Regions from separate parts of the Mus musculus genome. Here all the other regions are linked to region 1. The links are chromatin contacts, called in public HiChIP or PLAC-seq and promoter capture Hi-C maps. All regions are on one chromosome and are shown on one strand. Each heading gives the region's core, a stretch centred on a gene start, on an enhancer-like site or on the middle of the called end of the contact. The rest is flanking DNA. Distances are from core to core; before and after follow the strand shown. Region 1 holds the start of Smarcc2 (SWI/SNF related, matrix associated, actin dependent regulator of chromatin, subfamily c, member 2). Region 2 holds the start of Inhbc (inhibin beta-C). Region 3 holds the start of Slc26a10 (solute carrier family 26, member 10).

Region 1 (2,700 bases), core at 192-2,691:
AAACACTTCCGTACCATACCTACCTTGCTACCTGGGATCCTACCTTTCTGTTCTGTTCACTGAGCCAGGAAGCTACTTTCTCTTTACCTTTTGACCCTTATTTCCTCTACCCTAATTAGAGTCAGCACCTCTCGGTGGGAGGTATAAAGAGATCCGTGAAGGGAGAAGTAAATGACAAAGAGTTAAGCACTTGAAAGCTGAAGCAGGTCACAGCTGTCAAAGCCTTCGGGGCTTCACACCAAGACCCTAGACCGATCTCCCTTTAAAAGGTCAAAGGCAGAAAACTGGGAACCAGAGCCTCACGCTGAGGGTGCACACAAGTCACAGACCCAACAGCTGTTTGTCAAGAGTCTGACACCCAACAGAGAGACCCCAAATGGTTTCAGGGCTAAACTCAAACCAGAATTAGTGGAGCTTTCTGAAGCTGTCCACTGTACTCTGACAGGCTGGCTGCAAGGCTGGAGTAGCAAGAGTTGGGGGCTGTAAAACAAAGCAAGGGAAAAGAACCCTTAGCCGGGGTTGGTGAGGAAGCAGCCCATATCGAAGACAAAAAAGAAAAACGAAAAAAAGCCCAGACACCATGAAGACACAAGAATAAAAATTGGTTAAAAAAAAAAAAAAAGATAGATAGGGCTTCTTGAACCCTTTTGTTCCCCATCCTTATTTCCAGTTACAGGGTGGGGGTGGGGACTAGCGATATGAAGCTTATCCGAGCCTCTGGACCTCAAACCCAAAGCAATGCCAGGCTGGCTGGCTTGCAGAGGACTTCATTATGAAAGGAGGGTTGGAGGGGCTGCTGCCCTAGACTGCCATGTCCTGTCCCCTGAGAGGTTTGCAGCCCTTTAGAAGGAGACTAGGGTAACCCTGGGAGACAGGTGATTTCCCCAGGTAGAGACGCTTTTCAACGGCCTGCTCCGCGCCCGTCTACCCTCCTGCTCTGCCATCTGTCTCAGGACGTACACAAAGCACCACCGGGGAGGCCTGGGCCGCTCTGGCGTCTGGCTCGGCGCGGGGCTCCGGCGGGGGCCCCGCGGCTCGCACACCGGAGGGGAGGAGGCGCGCGGCGGCACCGGTCAGCCTGGAGGGCGAGGGCTGCCGGGCCCGGGCCGCCGCCCGGAGCCGCCGCCGCCCCCGCCAACGCCGCTGCGCTGCACCGGGGCAGAGGGCACGGTGGGGGAGGGGTGGGGGAGGGGCGCGGGCGGGCGGGCGGGAGGCGCGGGGAGGCCTCGGGGAGGGGCGCGGCGGCCGCCGCAGGGTGGGCCGGCCCCGGGAGCGGCGGCCAGGGGCCCTTTGTCCCCGCGCGGCGCTGCCCGCGTACCTTCTTGTAGTTCTTGCCGAGCCAGAGCCGCACGTTGTCGAACTGGGTCACGGTGTCCGCGGCCTCGTAGTACTTCACGTTGGGGCCGCCGTCCTTCTTCCGCACCGCCATCTTCTCGGGCTCGGGCCCCGCCGCCGCCCGCCCCGCTCAGCTCAGCTCCCGCCTCCTCCTCCGCCCGCCTCCCGCCGCCTCCCGCCGCCACGACCGCCGCCTCCCGCCGCCTGGGCCCCGGCCGGCGGAGCGCCCCCTGCCGGCGGCCCTGCGTAGCGGTGGCGGGCGAGCCCGAGCGCGCTCGGCGGACACCCCGGCAGCAGCGGCGGTGGGAGGCGGGCGAGCCCGAGCGCGCTCGGCGGACTTCCCCGCAGCGGCAGCCCGGCTGCTTCCCCGGGTCTCGCAGGACGCGGCTGTAGGACAGCGGAGCCCTCCCCGACTTGGTCTCGCAGCGGCAGTGGGGCTTACTGTTCCACTCCACGGGGAAGCCGGGAGCCCCGGGTCTGCAGCTCCGCCCCGTAACCCCGAGTGGCCCCCGGCACGTACGTTCCCGTGGAACTCTTTCGCTCCAATAAGTTCCTTCCAACCATTCCTGTTTCAACCCACGAGTGTCCCTGACGCTCCTCGTCCCGGTGCACCCAGCACCCCTGGTGCTACCCGGGGGGGTCAGGTGAGGGGTCTCCTCCCTCTGATCTTCGGGTCTCGCCAGTCGCCTCCGCTTTAGGAGTCGGCTGGCGAGCCCCGATTCTTCGACCCAGGTTCAAGCATTGTGGCGCGAAGGTGCGAGGGAGGGAGCGGCTCTGGGTACGAGCCTCGGGCCGCGACCCTGCACCGGTCCGCTCGCACCCAGTCACCCGTGCGGACCCTTTCTGTAAGCGCGCGGCCAACCATAGTTTTGGGAGTCACGGTGGCCGAGTGGTTAAGGCGTTGGACTCGAAATCCAATGGGGTTTCCCCGCACAGGTTCGAATCCTGTTCGTGACGGCAGTTTTTCGTATTTTTTTTCCCCCCTCCTATTAACCAGTAGTTGAGTGGTTGAAAGTGAAAAGGCAGCACTACTCCTTTAGGTTAGACCAGGGTGACATACAAACCAAATTGGGCATCGCTGTATTCGCTGTTAGGATACCAGGCACTTTGAGATATTTTTGAGAATTCTGTAACATTTCATAACAATGAAGAGTAGTCGTTTTGTTTGGGAAAGCTAGTCAAACCTAAGATTTCTAAACAGGGCATCTTTGGAGTTTGTGACCAAAAGTGGAGCCTTGAAGTCTGGTGACTGGAGACACAGAAACAAGCGTTTCTCATTTGGATTTTTCTTTTTAATTTAGACAGGGACTCATGTGCACAGGCTGCCCTTGAACTTGCCTTGCAGCCAAGAATGACTTTAAATTT
Region 2 (2,700 bases), core at 166-2,665, 1.1 Mb after region 1:
CCATCAAGGGACCAATAGTCAGAGAACTCCTGAATATCCCCCACAACGTCAGCTCAGCACAGTTCCCGCTTGTACAGACGTCCATTGGCCCATATTTCCATCTCTCCATCTATTGAGAGATAGTCCTCTCCCTTTCCTGCAATCCTGTGTCTTCTAGCTCAGCCCAGAGGCTCTCCTAGTCTCCAGCAGCTCTCCAGCTGAGTTATTAACATGTAACCACCCACGGTGACTCTTTGTATCCATGTCAGCTCTTGGCCTCTGTATTCAATAAGGCTCTGCAAAGAGGACTGTTGATCACCAACAGCCTTGCAGGCTATCTGGGGAAACTAGAATCATTTGGTAAATTGCAACCAAAGAAACTGACATGCTTGCAAACCTATTGTTTTCTCAACAGTTCTCACACGCCCACCTATGTTTCTGACGGGACACACTAAGAACATCTGGTTTGGACATTTCTTTTTCTCTCCCCTTTCCTTAACTTTCAGATGGTAACTGTGACTTAGTGGGCAGAATCCAACCTGAACTAACAAAGAAGGTTGGGCTGAAAGCCCTAAGGAGGAAAATCCGAGCAGTTGGGAAGCAGAGGTGGCCTGGTCTATAGAGTTAATTCCAGGGATACATAGGGAAACCCTGTCTCAAAAAAAAGAAAAGAAAAGAAAAGAAAAGAAAAGGAAAGAAAAAGAAAAAGAGAAGTGGAGGAGGAGGGGAAGGAGGAGTGGGGAGGAGAAGCGAGGAAGAGGAAACTTTAAAGTGCCTCTTTTTTTTTTTTTTTTTTTTTTAAGAGTCACCATTTAAGCAGGTGTGGTGACATATACTTTTATTCTCAGCACTTACAAGACAGACACAGGTAGATCTCTGTGAGTTCAAGACTAGGAGGGTCTACATAGCCAGTTCCAGGCCAGTCAGGGCTACACCATGAGATCCAGTCTCAAAAACAAACAAGCAAGCAACAACAAAGAAGTCAGCCTCTTAACTGGACACGGTAGTCCATGCCTGTGAGACCAGATTTGAGAAGCAGATGCAGAAGTTCAAAACCAACCTCCACTATATAGCAAGATCAAAGTAAACCCAAGCTGAGTGCAAATCTGACTCAACCACACACCATGCACACACAAAAAGTCACAATTTTTTTTTTCTTTTTGAGACTGTTAAGTCCTGACTTCTGGTGATTATCCAGCCTTAGCCCCTGAAGTAACCGCTGCTCACAACACTTTTCCCCCAGGCTTCACAGCAAGGCTCTAACCTTTGTCCCCTGGTCTGGCAGCTCATTTGGCTAACAATCTCCCAACAGAAGCAAGAGGCAGACATTTCTTTCTTCAAACAATCCACACAACCCCCTCTGTACTTTCACTGGCTACAGGAGAATACTGCCAAGTTCCACCTGAACTGGCTTCATTTTTCACGCCAGATGTTTGGCCGCTGTATCTCTGACAAAAAGGAGTCATGCCAGTCGGAGGTCAGTCACATTCCTCCCAGGGTCCCTGGTGCCCAGGACAGAGTTGAAGCCACTCCCGTTGAGACCCTGAATATAGGCTTTGGGTCCTTTAAGGAGGCTATCCTCCAGCAATGGCCTCCTCCTTGCTCCTGGCTCTTCTGTTCCTGACTCCAACCACAGTAGTGAACCCCAAAACTGAGGGTCCATGCCCAGCATGTTGGGGTGCCATCTTTGACCTGGAGAGCCAGCGGGAGCTGCTTCTCGATTTGGCCAAGAAAAGTATCCTGGACAAGCTGCACCTCAGCCAGCGCCCCATACTCAGTCGGCCAGTGTCCAGAGGGGCTCTCAAGACCGCGCTGCAGCGCCTCCGCGGGCCTCGACGGGAAACCCTGTTGGAGCATGACCAGAGACAAGAAGAATATGAGATCATCAGCTTTGCTGACACAGGTAGGTCCATGGTCCGTAGCTCTGGCCCCAAACCTGACCCTAGGAAGGAGAAAGTCTCCTCCCTAGTTAGCTTCTGACTTCATCCTCGCCAAAAACATCCTGCTTGCACACTCTGCGCCTGCGCACCCGGGGGCTCCTACGCCTCAGGTTCTCTAAGTTAGGTCAGGTTCACTTGGTGGGAGCTGGGAGCTGTTGGTTTCACTTCTTTAGAAATCTCTCTCTCTCTCTCTCTCTCCTTCCCTCCTCTTTCTCGCCCCCCCCCCCCCCAATCTATAACCCTCCCTGTGTGAGCCTGCCCAGTCCCCAGGCCAAGGGTCGATTACTGGGCAGTTTGTGATTTCTCTGACTCCAGGATCTATCAATCACCTCCTCTTCCTCGAGAATACCCCATGTCTGTAAAGAGAGAAAAAGTAAGACACCAAGATTATAACATCTCTCCGCACCTCAGGTCCTCACATCAGACAATGTCAAATAAAAACTCAGAAAGAGGTGTGAAAGATAAGGGTAAAGAAATTCAGGCCTACAGCTGGGAGGTGGTGGCGCACACCTTTAATGCCAGAACTCAACTGGGGAGGCAGAGGTAGGTGGGGGTCTCTGAGTTCAAGGCTAGCCTGATCTATAGAGCAAGTTCCAGGACAGCCAAGGCCACACACAGAAATTCTGTCTAGAAAACAAACAAACAACGGATAAAAGATAAAGAAAGAATTACTTCCATAGCGGAGAGAGCTGGAGAGAAGATGAGAACTTAGAAGACTTAAAAGCTATTGCAAGCTCACTCGCTCTCTGGTCTGGAAGACGGTGCCACGCGCCACACCATG
Region 3 (2,700 bases), core at 71-2,570, 1.3 Mb after region 1:
TGGAGAGCTGAAGATGTCTGCCCCTCCCAGCTTCTGGCACAGCCTCTGGAACAGAGACAGGCAAGTGTGTGGAGACCCATATGACTGCCTCTGGGTCCCTATGTATCTGTGTGTCCACCGTGTCCGTCAGTCCCCTGGGCTCAGTCACGTGCACTGGGGCTTCCTCAGCAGACAATAGACTACTGGGGTGGGGGGTGGGGGGGGGGAGATATGGGAGCCTCAGGTCTCTGTGGCTGACAATGAGGGGAGGGATCTTTAAGGGGGGGACAGGACGTGAAGCCCAGATAAGATTTCTGGGGAACAATAGGAGGAATTGAAGAAGAGAGGCCCACCCTCTCTGGACCCCACCCTGGGCTTTGGGGTCAGGGACTGGGGGAACCACAGGGTGATGGGGGTGCCGAAGCATCTCTGAGTGGATGACGGCAAACAGTGAAATCCTGGGGCCCAGAACCTTTGTGTCTCTTCAGGGGTACATGAGGTGGGTGGCTGGACCCTTCATGCTCCTGCGGCAGCCAGGCCCACCACTGCCAGTGGTGACAAGGTGCCCAAGGCAGCAACGGGCAGCGGTTCCAGCAGCACACGGCATGCCCTTAGTTTAATCGTGTACTTCTAAATGCCTACTTGGAGAATAACACTGGATGTAAGGAACAGTATTAGAGGACTTTGGGGCTCCTAACAAATAGATAAAAATGTCTTTGTTAATTCAGTCTTTCCCCTAAATCAAACCCAGCCATCTGCATTAGAGAGGGTGGAGTGGGTCCCTGTCCCTGTCCCATTCACCATGCACCCTGTCGCATTCACCATGCTTATAAAACAGTAAGGCCTCTTGTACTTTACTGGGGCAAGTTTGCCACATGAGGAATGGGATTTGAGTGGGGAATCCCAACTGGCTGTGAATTTTGTGCTCCAGCAGTGGTGGTGGTGGTGGTGGTGGTGAGAATGCAGAGGCTCAGGGAAAGAAGACCTGTGACCCAAAAGGAACCAGCTCTGTCTTTGCTCAAAGTGCAAATGAAGAAAAAAAAAATGCCTCCCAGTCCCTGAGAAGCGAAGCGATGAGGGTCACTGGAAGTGACTGTGGGTCTCTTATCTCCCTATGGTTCCTCAACATCCTCACAGCAGGCCCCCAGGTTCTTAGGCAGAGCTAAGAAAGGATATCTGAGGAAACGCCTAACACAGGGACTTTTTCCACCCAAGCCTGACCCAAGGAGGTACTCTAGAGAGTACTCCCTACAGGTCCGGATTGGACCCTGCTTTATAGAGGCGGGCTCAGAGCTGATGGAACAGAGGGTATTTAAGACCAGGAGATGCTGCAGGGGGCCAAGGACAAAATGAGTGGGCCACTTGCCTCTGGGACCTGCTCAGATCCGGAAGAGGTTTCTGACCTTAAGTCTCCGCTGAGCTCAAGGTTCAGAGAACCTCTCACCCACGCTCGGTTCCAGGAGCTCTTCGGGGGCGCAGAGCCGGAGCCGGAGCTGCCAGCGGAGCCCTGCCTACCCTGCTTGTGCAGGCTGCGGAGGAGGCGAGCCAGCGCCTGTTCTGGGCCGGGGGCGTGGCGCGTGCTGCTGGCACGGCTGCCCCCGCTGCGTTGGCTGCCCCAATACCGCTGGCGAGCCTGGCTGCTCGGAGATGCTGTGGCTGGAGTAACCGTGGGCGTTGTGCACGTGCCCCAGGGTAAGAGTCCCCAACTTCAGCCCGTTGGAATTCCAAGTTATGGGGGGCTTTCAGGGCAGGGCCCTGGGAAGCTGAGAGTCCAGCAGTGATGTGGAGGACTTGTGTCCCTGCATGGGGGAGGATCAGAGAGGAGGAGCTTGAGGTTCGGTTTGAGAGGACTAAGGGACTCCATCATAATTCCCCACCCCCATCCCTCCACATCTGTGCAATTCTGCGAGATATACTGGACTCTGTTCTGCCTCAGAGAATTGTAGAGAGGCACAAAACCTGCCACCCAGGACGTGGGCAAGGATCTGTGACCTTGTCAGCCTCACGACCTCCCACTGAGGCCCATTAATTAACCTTTCCGTTCCCTCCGGGGCCATGATTGATAGTATCTGGTGTCAACCCAAGAGTGTTGGGAAGGGCAGTATCTGGAGGTTGTGCACCCCACCATCCCCACCCTCATCCCATCCCCACCCCACCCCACCCCGATTCCTTCTACTTTTCTACCAGGCATGGCTTTTGCCCTCCTGACCTCGGTGCCCCCGGTGTTCGGACTCTACACGTCTTTCTTTCCTGTTCTCATCTACAGTTTACTGGGCACTGGGAGACACCTGTCCACTGGTGAGTGGCCACACTGCTCATGACTTTGCTTCTCTTTGGGATGAAAATAGACAGGGACTTGAGGCATACCCTCATCCCTTGAGATAGGGTCTCATTTTATAGTCTTAGCTGGTCTGAAGCTCCCCACAGACCAGGTGGTCTTAAACTCAGAGATCCTGCCTCTGCCACTTGCGTGCTGGGATTAAAAGCAGGGGTCAAACACACCTTAGCAAGGCTGCTACTTGGAAGCTTTGGGGCTGTATTCCCCTCTGCCCCCTTCCCTCTCCTACTTGCCACCTCTCTTGGGATCCACAACCCATTTCCACCCCCTTTGCACAGAACTCTGTCGCCTCCCTAGGCTTGTTGGAGTGGGTATAGAGGCGACAGTTTACAAGGATCTCCTTGTCCCCTGTGACATTTGGTTAAAAGAAACAACTTGAAGGG

Evidence for each region. HiChIP or PLAC-seq counts read pairs in DNA pulled down with a chosen protein or histone mark. Capture Hi-C pulls out chosen DNA fragments and counts their contacts.
Region 2: an H3K27ac HiChIP or PLAC-seq map of microglia shows a contact between it and region 1, with 6 times the contacts expected there. The contact joins the promoter of Inhbc here to the promoter of Smarcc2 in region 1. A contact is called at or near these places in 3 of 39 promoter capture datasets (cranial neural crest, hippocampal neurons and liver) and 2 of 115 datasets of contacts at active chromatin or transcription factors (microglia and pancreatic cancer cells).
Region 3: a promoter capture Hi-C map of pancreatic islet shows a contact between it and region 1, with 4 times the contacts expected there. The contact joins the promoter of Slc26a10 here to the promoter of Smarcc2 in region 1. A contact is called at or near these places in 1 of 39 promoter capture datasets (liver) and 4 of 9 other capture datasets (adipose tissue, liver, macrophages and 1 more).

The regions. Positions count from the first base shown.
Region 1 is chr10:128,458,056-128,460,755 of GRCm38.p6, reverse strand. Smarcc2 (SWI/SNF related, matrix associated, actin dependent regulator of chromatin, subfamily c, member 2) reads right to left here and starts at 1,441. Exons shown (of 29, transcript NM_001372395.1): 1 at 1,319-1,441. The coding sequence starts at 1,429. n-TScga2 (a tRNA gene) reads left to right here and starts at 2,211; the gene lies at 2,211-2,292. It overlaps Mir8105 (microRNA 8105), which reads right to left and starts at 2,076; the gene lies at 1,988-2,076.
Region 2 is chr10:127,369,263-127,371,962 of GRCm38.p6, reverse strand. It overlaps Inhbc (inhibin beta-C), which reads left to right and starts at 1,415. Exons shown (of 2, transcript NM_010565.4): 1 at 1,415-1,882. The coding sequence starts at 1,567.
Region 3 is chr10:127,179,202-127,181,901 of GRCm38.p6, reverse strand. It overlaps Slc26a10 (solute carrier family 26, member 10), which reads left to right and starts at 1,320. Exons shown (of 18, transcript NM_177615.4): 1 at 1,320-1,671; 2 at 2,167-2,277. The coding sequence starts at 1,329.